Linked DNA regions of Hordeum vulgare: region 1 is linked to region 2. A link is a contact called in public Hi-C data. All regions are on one chromosome and are shown on one strand. The core of a region is the stretch at or near the end of the contact, and the rest is flanking DNA. Distances in the headings are between cores, read along the strand shown.

The links. A called contact is a pair of places that touch in the nucleus more often than the background predicts.
Region 1: a Hi-C map of seedling shows a contact between it and region 2, with 4 times the contacts expected there. The contact joins the enhancer-like site here to the promoter of LOC123429450 in region 2. A contact is called at or near these places in 2 of 6 Hi-C or Micro-C datasets (leaf and seedling).

What each region holds. Positions count from the first base shown.
Region 1 is chr2H:40,313,805-40,318,641 of MorexV3_pseudomolecules_assembly, forward strand. No RefSeq gene overlaps it. Among protein-coding and RNA genes, the nearest start is that of LOC123429451, 100 kb to the right of the region's middle. Within about 2 kb of position 1,302, at least 2 of the 3 cell types and tissues checked have open chromatin away from gene starts, as enhancers often do. A contact at or near this core is called in seedling, where this site is marked.
Region 2 is chr2H:40,190,852-40,196,116 of MorexV3_pseudomolecules_assembly, forward strand. LOC123429450 reads right to left here and starts at 2,511. Exons shown (of 3, transcript XM_045113486.1): 1 at 2,370-2,511; 2 at 2,119-2,207; 3 at 1,583-1,986. The coding sequence starts at 2,420. The coding sequence ends at 1,833.

The DNA of each region.
Region 1 (4,837 bases), core at 52-2,551, 120 kb after region 2:
ACCGTATTTGGTCTTTTTTGACAATAACACTCGGTTAATGGTCTTTTTGAACATAAATTCTATATTTTATATATTTAATACTTTTTATATTTAAGTGGTGTTTCTTTTCAAGAGACTAGACTTTTTTTTAGTCTCAGAGACTAAAGAAAAAAGTTCTTTTAATAGAGACTTTTTCTAGTACCTTCAGAAAAAGTCCCTCCTATTTCTTTACCTAGGGACTAAAAGGGACTTTTTAGTCTAGTCACTAGTTAAAGAAACACCATCTTATATGTTTTGCTATAATATTGGTCAAATATAAACAATGTTTGACTGTTTTAAACACTAATGCACCTTATATTCTGGCCGGTGCGCCGGTCGAACCGTTCGGCCGGCCGCGTGCACGCGACCCGCGCGCTGAGTGCTGACTAGGCATGCAACATTTTTCCGTCTAAAATGTTGCAATCAACATCGTATTTGCTGCAAGTGTTTTTATTTGCTACATTTGTCCAGTAAAAAAAGTTGGATATACGTTTAGTTACAACTCCAGTTCGTCGAATTTTTCGTTACAATCGATGTTTTTTTTACTTTTGCTACAATCGTGTTAATTTTTCCTACAACCGACATCTTTTTTGCTGCAACCGTTCACTAAAAAAGTTGTATACACGTTCACGTAGATATTTGTTACAACCGGCGTTTGACTTTTGCTACCACACACCATTAACTTTGTTTTTCTGCTACGATCATGTAGATATTTTTTTTGCTACAATTTTTTTTGTTGAAATCGTTGAAAAAATTGCTGCATTTCGTCGAGTTTTTGCTGCATCGGAAGAAAAAATGTTGCATGAAGATTCAACATGCGGACGCGGGGGCTGGTGGATCGTGCGGCCCGCGCGTCGACGCAGAACACTGAGTAATGGAGGAAGTATTCTACCCGTCCGGAATTACTTGTCGTAAAAATGGATGTATCTAAAACTAAAATACATCTAAATATATTCATTCCTCGGACAAGTATTTTCGAACCAAGGAAGTATTTGCAATGCCAAATGTTGGCATCAAACCAGTTTTAGAGTAAGAGTGTCAGCTCTCTGTGTATTTTCAATTAGTGTGCTGTGTGCCAGAATATCTCTTTTTTATCGAGGAATTGGAATCTGACCGGGATGCTCTGATAAAGTTTCCTTCTTCGCCGAAAATAGGGAGCATATATGATTAGCGACTGCTTCTGACGATTTGTGTGTCCTTGTATTTTCTTTTGAGGGATATTTGTGTCCTTGATACGTGTCCTTGAGTTTGGTGTGAAAGGCCTGAAAGTCCAACGAACATACTGGGCCGCTCAGCTGAAGGCCTCATCCCTCTGGAAGGAAAAAAAAAAGACACCGATGATCCTGGACTCTGTACGAACCGCCAATGCAACGCAACACGTACTGAGTTCGTTCAACCAAAACAAACCGACTCGGCATCAGATCCATATATCCATCCTGCTGCGCCCCGCCGCCGACGCCGATCATCTCTCTACTTGCACCATGGCCGCCGCCGACGCCGACGCCGACGCCCTCAACCTCAACAGCAGTCGATGGTCCAGCCACCACGACCGCTTCGACAACTTCTTCCGCCGCGGCAAGGCCGCCCTAGCCAGCCGCCGCTGTTGACTTTTCACTTTCAGGATCGATCACATCAAATCACACGAACACACGCGCAGAAAAACTTATAGCCAAGGGCACATGTCGTGCCCCTCTTTTCTTTCTTTTTATTCCTCAATATTTTTCACGGTACAAAACTCACGTAGACCTGCTGCATATATATAATGTAGAAGCCGACACCGACCAACACAAACCCAATCTATAGATGCTAGGACTTCAGCACAAACCGGACTCGGCCTCTAACCAAGACCAATTATACTACTCCGAACCGGACTCAACATGGACACAACCAAGATTTCCTAACGTAGTGCACCTAGCCTAATCACCGGCCACCCCGATCACGATTAGCCTAAACTGACAAGGACAAACTAGTACAGCATATCCTAACATGTACTTTTAATACATGGAAACTAACTTAACCATAAGGAATGTTTGGATTATTTCAACAGCCGCCGCGAGACGGCGCTCAAGAAGCTTACGCTCTACCTGTGTCCTTGTATTTTTTTTTTTAGGGATATTTGTGTCCTTGATACGTGTCCTTGAGTTTGGTGTGAAAGGCCAACGAACATTCTGGGCCGTTCAGCTGAAGGCCTCATCCCTCTCTGGAAGGCGAAAAAAACACCAGTCGGCAGGTACCACGACGGGGAACCGCAGTGCGATGCCCGGGTCGCCGGCCTCCTCCTCGACCCCGCCTCGCCGCCGAGCATTCCTACCGGAGCTTCTACGTCCCGCCGCTGGCCTCCCTGCCGTGCGCCGCCACCACGCTCCGGGTGCTGGAGCTCGACTCCTGCGGCCTCGAGCCGTCCGCCCAGGCGCAGCTCGCTTTGCCGCGCCTCACGGATCTCACCCTGCGCAACTGCACTTACTTGCAGGGGTATCTGCAGATCATGGTCGACGCCGCGCCGGCCCTCACCACGCTCTCGCTGGTGGATGTGACCAACAAGCCGCCCAAGCCGGTCACTTCCGAATTCCGATCCCTACTACGCACCCAAGGCTTTCAACCTGCCCCTTTGCCTCCGCTCCCCGACGGTCACCGCCTTGGTGCTCGAGACCTGCGTCTGCCAGGAAGAGCTCGACGACTCCCGCAACATCGGCATACAGCTCGACATGCCCAGCCTGCGCTCCTTCTGCTACAAGGGCTTCCCTTTCAAGCTCTCGCTGACATCGCCGGCGCCGGGGCTGGCACGAGTCCACCTCGACACCACCCACTGCGAGAGAGGTTTCTATAAGTACGAGTCCACGGCGCGCGCGCTCGCAAGCTTCTCCAGCACGAGGGCCCTGAAGCTGCACCTCACCACGATCGACAGCGTACTCTCCCACCATAACAGATCCAGCTATCGGTACCAAGATTCCATCGGTAACCCCGACGAGGAGGCCATCCTGCCCACCTAGCTTCCCGAACCTCAAGCTCCTCGAAGTAGACGCGGAGTTCAACTACAAGGACAACAACACGGCGCTGGCGTTGGCAACGCTGCTCCACTCCTGCCCAGCCATGTCGGAGCTCCGGCTCAGGCTGAACATGACAAGGGACTACCACTACGATCGTAAGATGACCGAGCAACAGGCCGGAGGCCCGTTCGCACGGTCCGTCGAAAGGTTCAGCAGGCTCGGTTCCATGTGCACGGAACACCGAGACGACGTGGAGTTCGGCGGGGTCTCGGACCTCCCGGCCGCCTTCGCCAACAGCTCCGCGTTCAGCTGCGTGAGGACCAGCCTGCGGAAGGTGACGCTGCAATTCAAGTCCAAGGAGCTCAACTGCTTTCAGGTGCAGCTTGCCAAGTTCCTCGTGGAGAACGCCATGGTGCTCGAGGAGATGCACGTCGACGATGGGGATCAGTTCTGGCCGGACCACCTCTTGGACAAGCTCACGAGATGGAGGGCCGACGCGTTCCAAAGGAGGAACCTGCCGGACACGGCCAGCTTTCGGGCGCACCAACTAGCTGATCCCGTCGTAGATCCTGATTCCTGAGATACATATAACTGATATGACTGGGGAAGTGATCTGGCGCGCCAGCCCAAACTTTCGGCCGGCCCCATGCGGGCCGCATAATTCACCAACCCCCACGCGTCCGCACCGTTGGATCTGTATGCAGCATTTTTTTCTCTATGCAGTAAAATTTCGATGTGATGCAGCAATTTTCTTAACGGTTGCAACAAAAAATAAAATTTGTAGCAAAAAAATATCTATGTGATCGTAGCAAAAAACCGAAGCTGATGGTACGTGGTAGCAAAAGTCAAACGCCGGTTATAACAAATATTTACGTGACATCTAAGCAACTTTTTTAGTGAACGGTTGCAGCAAAACATGATGTCGGTTGTAGCAAAAATTAACACGGTTGTAACAAAAGTAAAAAACATCGATTGTAATGAAAAATTCGACGAACTGGAGTTGCAACCAAACGTATATGCAACTTTTATACCGGGACAAAATGTAGTAAAAAAATGCTTGCAGCAAAAATGACGCTGGTTGCAACAAATTTAGACGAAAAATATTGCATCCATTAACCAGCGAAGCGCACGAGTGAAAAAATGTTGCATGGACCCGCGCGCGCGAGGGACGACCGGCGCGTCGGTTCGGCCGGCGCGCCGTATGGAAACGATTCCCATATGACTGCTTGGAGAGATTTAGATTTTTGCCACTTTCTTCCCATGGCTTCGCAAAATTGCCACTTCTCAAGATTTACTTTGCATAATTGCCACCTATGTCGTTGACACTTTGATTAATTGTTGTGCCATTAGCTTCTCTCTATTTTGCTTTTTTATTTTAGTAGTAAAAATGCCAATGCGCTGCAACCGGAGTATATTTCATCACACACGCTAAGACTAAAACACAAATGATTATATGGTTTATGACCCACATTCATTATTTTCAACATGAAGAAGAATGGCCTAGCTTCTCTCTATTTTGCTTTTTTATTTTAGTAGTAAAAATGCCAATGCACTGCAACCGGAGTATATTTCATCACACACGCTAAGACTAAAACACAAATGATTATATGGTTTATGACCCACATTCATTATTTTCAACATGAAGAAGAATGGGCTAGCTTCTAGGAGCTCCTCTCCCACAGCGAAAAAAAGAGTGAAAAGGACGAAAAATGGAAAAATCATGGGGATTGAGAGGCAAAAATTAACAGTTGTGCCTGCAACTATTTCATCGTGATCAGTCAATAGTTCTAAAGATTGAGAGCAATTCTACTGCCACTGCTGGGCAAAAATTG
Region 2 (5,265 bases), core at 1,261-3,760:
CTGCATTGTACAAGACCTTAAATACTACCCTCCCAATATCCAGTTTTTTCTGAATTAGATAGACTGGAGCTGTTGTGTGCACGTATGTGCAACGCTGCTCTCGTCAAAGCAAGCCGCGACATCTTTCCTAACCCTAGCCGATGCCACGAGCCAGACGGCTAGGGAGGCAATCTTCTTCCACCGGTCCCAACCGGATAGGGCAATGTCCCCCTCTCCCTCCGGCTACTGCTTTGGCGACAGGAGGGAGGGGGGCCCATTCCTCCGGCCTATAGTTAGGGTTTGGATTTGTAAGTCATGGTGCACCATTGGGGTGGTGGGAGCGACACTCGAACCAATAAATTTGCCTCAGCTCCATTCCCATACCGGCGGTGTCCATCATGGCGGCATCTCGGTGTTGGTGGCATCATGTGTTTACCGATCCTTCAGACCGGCGGCGTTAGGTTTCATGGATAGTGTCGGCGACTCCATCAGGTGTGTATTTCCTTTGTGCTTTGTCCCCGTTGTTGCGACATTGTTTCCAACGTGATGATGGAGCAGGAAGCTTTTGTTGTTTAGGAGTACGCGTAGATGGTTGTCTACACAAGTTACAGCTCGCATCTTCTAGTGGGTTCGTGGATGGTGGCTGACACTTCTATTTTCCTCCTCTAATGTCGTCGTCATCGTCGTGCAAGGGTGTCAGTCGTCGTCATCGTCGTGCAAGGGTGTCAGATCTAGAGTTCGATGGCGTGTCCGGGGACATGTTGCCCCGGTATGATTCTTTCAACGACAATGGTTTTGCTTCTAGGAAACTACTTTGAAGGTCCGTGTAAAGTTGTAGATCAACGATAGAACCGCGTCGAGCTCATGCGAAGAGGTGATGTCTTCTTTTCCTTTGGTGACCGCTTCGATGGTATCGACGAAAAGAGACATGCGATGGTATTTTGCATATGATTACCCTATCTTTTTAGTCCTGTAAGGACGGTGTTTATGTGGCTTGTAACTTGAACTTATTCTATAAATGAGACACATTACCATGCCAAAAAAAAAAAGAGACTAGAGCTGTTGTAAGAATATTGATATTGGGCTTGTTGGGTTCTAGGCTTATAGAAGAGAAGAGGCCCAAAGGTTTTTGCGATTATGTTCTTACTTATGTGCATGTGGTATGTTTTTAAAACGAAAATGATAAAATCAGAACATTTTAATTTTAAGCATGGCAAACCAACCGTTTTTTCATGATAACTTTAGTTCACGCTAGGTTGGTAAACATGACAATTTTCTAATAAAATAAATGAATTAAAACAAAGTTGCATGGTTTAACAACTAAAGTTGCACCTCGCGTCAACTAAAATTGTTATGAAAAACATTCAACACGACATGCCTAAAATCTGAACGTTCGCTATATATTTATCATGGTTCATATAAAAAATAGTGCATGTGGCTGTGGCCTAGGTTCTACCCCGAGGTAAGAAATAGAAAACCGTTTAGATAACTATTTTAGTGATTTATAGACGTTTTTATACATATTTTTTATCGGGGAGTACCGTTGAGCAATTGAAGGGCATTAAACAACAACAATACAGGGCCGCTAATTAACGCTTGCCCAAAAGAAAACCAAAATCCATCAAAGATTTAAAATCATTTATAAAAGTAATACTCTTAACATGATCAAATATTTCCATGGCCAGGCAACGATTCGAATAATGATTCTGAAGCGTACCAGCCAGGCAATCAATCCATGGGCATGTAAACGATTGGAATTATGACAAACAACATAGACAGCATCTAAAATCCTGGCACAATCTTCGGAACAAACGAGCAGCGCAGAGAGGTATTCGCGGCCTGCCTGGACCGAACTAATACTTGGGAGGGTCGGAGAAGAAGTTGTTGATGGCCGGCATGATCTGGGGGCGCTGGCGGTCGATGAACTTCCTGAATCCGTGCTGCGAGTAGCGCTTCCCCTCGTCGAAGTTCTCCTGGACCCCCGCCGCCCTGTTCTCCTTGGTCACCCTGCACAACAGACCGACAGACAACCAACGGCGGCGCGGTTTCAGATTCGGAAAACGGTTTCGTCAACCATCGGCTGTTGAAGTCAGTCAGATCGGGGTCTCCGCCGCCGAGATAGGGCTTGGGTTGGGGTACCTGACTTCCGGGTTGGTGGTGATGTTGCGGATGAGCTGCATGGCGCAGATGGAGACGGCCACGCCGGTCGTCAGGAAGATCGGGTACGCCTGCACCGGCCATACCAGCGCGCGTGTGATTGATTCATCGCGAGGAAAACAGATCAAATCGTCCACCGAAAACCCCAGCCACTTCGTTCCATCACGAGAATCTCCGATCTACGAACCGAGAGAGAGAGAGGAGCGGGGGATTTGGGTCGCACTCGCACGTACCTCAGGGCGGAGCCATCGCTTCCAGGCGGCGGAGGAGGCGCCTGCCGCCATTGCTGTCTGCTTCTTTCTTCTCGCCCAAGAATGGATCTGCGGGAGTATCCCTTTGGCTGCCGGTTGTCGACTACTAGCACGGGAGAGGGTTGTCAACCCGGGTCGCTATATAGCGAGCGGGCGAGGCGCGTTCGGTTGACGCGGTGCGGGGGGGACGTGGGCTTTGCAAACACCGGACGGGTGCGGGATTCGGCAGCCCGCGGTGAAAAAAAAAAATGCGCTGCTTGGCGACGCGTACGACACGTGAACTGGTCACGCCCGCGCCGTGCCGTGACGTGACGCAACCGACATTGGTTTGGGTTGAGTGCAAATTCCTACACGGTTACGCCCCCTGTCCCTATGGTCCTACCTGCAGGTTCCACCGGTGGCCCGACTACATCATCGCGCGGTTTTTTTTTTAAATATTGCATTTTTTTATTCTTTTAAAAAAATAATGCACCAAATAAAAAAGTTCGAGAAATATACCTGCCTCGGCCACCCTGTGGCCGACTGGGAGCTCTCGGCCTCGCCATAGCCGACAGGGTGCTCTCGGCTTCCACGTGGCCGATTAGTGGAAGACCACTGCCACTCGGCCTGGCCGTGGCCGAGTAGTGGCAGCGCCAGGCCCTTCCCCCCCCCCCTCTCCCTCCTTTCTCTATTTCTTCTCCCTCCTTCTCTATTTCTTCTCCTTATTTCTCCCCTTATTTATTTTTGCTGTTTTGGAGGGAAGTGGCATCTTTTTTCCTCTTTGAAATAATCATTCTATTAATTCTAAGAAGAATTCAAACAATGAAAAAATGATACTAAAATGATGTACTCCTTTTCTTGAATAAATAGCAATAGACACATGGAACTAAAATTATAATTTCCTACTTCTTAAACAGATAACAACTAGATTTTGAACATTCGCAAAAAAAAAGATTAAATTTCGTAAAACTAAATCTGTCACTATTGTCTTTCTCATATTGCTTAGAGCAATGGTACACCCACGAACTGTTTTTAGAGGATGAAAGGACTAGCTTACCTGAACTGTTTTGAACGTTTCACTCGCGATGATATTTTATGTTGTGTAAGGAGGAGGGCATCCAAACTATCCGTCTCATTCGCGATGATATTTTATGTAAGAAACTTATGTGTATTTTGAACATTAGCTATTTTGCCTACTCCGTTGCCGTAAATATTTCCACGTCTCCATTCCCGCCTATTTTTTCGCACCACCTTTCCCGCCAAATTTTACCCGTTTCGTTTCCCACCACCTTTCCCGCCAACTATTTACCCTCTTATTTCCCGCCAAACCTTTCCCGCCTCATTTCCCTTCTCTTTTTCCTGCCATATTCCTGGTTATCTAAGTCTATAAAAGGAGGCATTGGACTGCCTTCCTCCATCATCCAGCCTCACTTGAGAACACTAGCACTGCCTTCCATCCTCCATCATCCAGTGAATATGAGTTTGTCTTGCTCGGATCAGAGCATCAGGCCTAATAAAATGCAGAGTGCGAGTTTGCCTCGGGGTGTGGAAGCAGTTCGATGTTGGTGCGGTGATCTCTGCAAGGTGAAGGAGGTGACGGATTTTTCAGATTGGTTGGGCATGAAGTTTTTTATGTGCGCCAATTATGAATCTGATCCGCCCGAATCTATTTCTGCGTACCTCAGGCCTCCGGTATGCTCAAGTTATCCAGAGTAAATATGTTATTGATATTATTGTTTACTTGATATATATATATATATATATATATATATATATATATATATATATTGTAGTCTCCTCCTCCTCTCTGCATGTACTATCGTTGGATTGACACAGAATTGCCGGACTGGGCGGTGACCGAGATTCGTGAAAGAGGTCGCCGTGCATGGGCTAGCTTGGACTTGGAAGAGCGCCGCGCGAAGGCTAAAGCAGAGGAGAAAGCAGAGCAGAAGAAAGAGTGGGAAGATTACTGTGTGGAGCAGAGGGCTTTTATTGATGATATGATAAGGAAGAACCAAGAAGAGAAACTTCGGTTGGAGGAGGTTTACAGACAGCGGGAACAGGCCCGTGAAGCTGAGAGGGAGAGAAAGAGAGAAATGGCTCGTGCGGCCAAAGTAGTAGAAGAAGCTGGTGATGGAAAAGGGAAATATCCACGCTGGACTCAGTAGATTTATTATAATTTCAGCAAGTTGTATCTTAATTTCAGCAAGTTGTGTCAGCACGTTGTATCTTAATTTCAGCAAGTTGTATTTTAATTCCGGCAAGGTCTATCTTAGTTTGTCTGTAATCTCAAGTTATTGGTAGTATATGTGTTATCCACGAAGAACCAACTGAGCATTTTTGTTCCCGCCATTTTTTTCCCGCCTAGCTTTCCCGCCATTTTGTTCCCGCCTCGCTTTCCCACCATTTATTTCCCGCTCTTCAGCACCTATAAAACCCTCTCCACAGCAAGGGTTGGTAAGGAGTGTGCTCAAAATGTGTCATTATCCTTTCGATCGTAGTTTTCACAGTGGTATGTCGGAGTGTCTTCTACGCTTGGCTAGCAATTTCAAGATAGACAATAGAATAGTTTCATGGGACGAACTCATCAGTAGTGACACGCTACTGAATGAGGTTGCTCATGCATTAGCTAGGAAGGGGTGGCCTGCAAGGACATATGAGGAGATTCGGAAGGAACTTCTTCGGTTGAATGAAAGGTGGAAGAAGAAAGGGCAGCACATACGCGGTGGAGGTGGAGTAAAACATCCCTTTTTATGGATTGACGATAGCGAGGACGAAGACGATATCTTCATGCCGAGTAGCAAGGACAAGAGGGCAGCATCAATGAGTGCCAAGAGTACCGCTTCGTCGAAGGGCCAGAGCTCTGCATCATCGAAAGATGACGTCGACTTTATGTAGT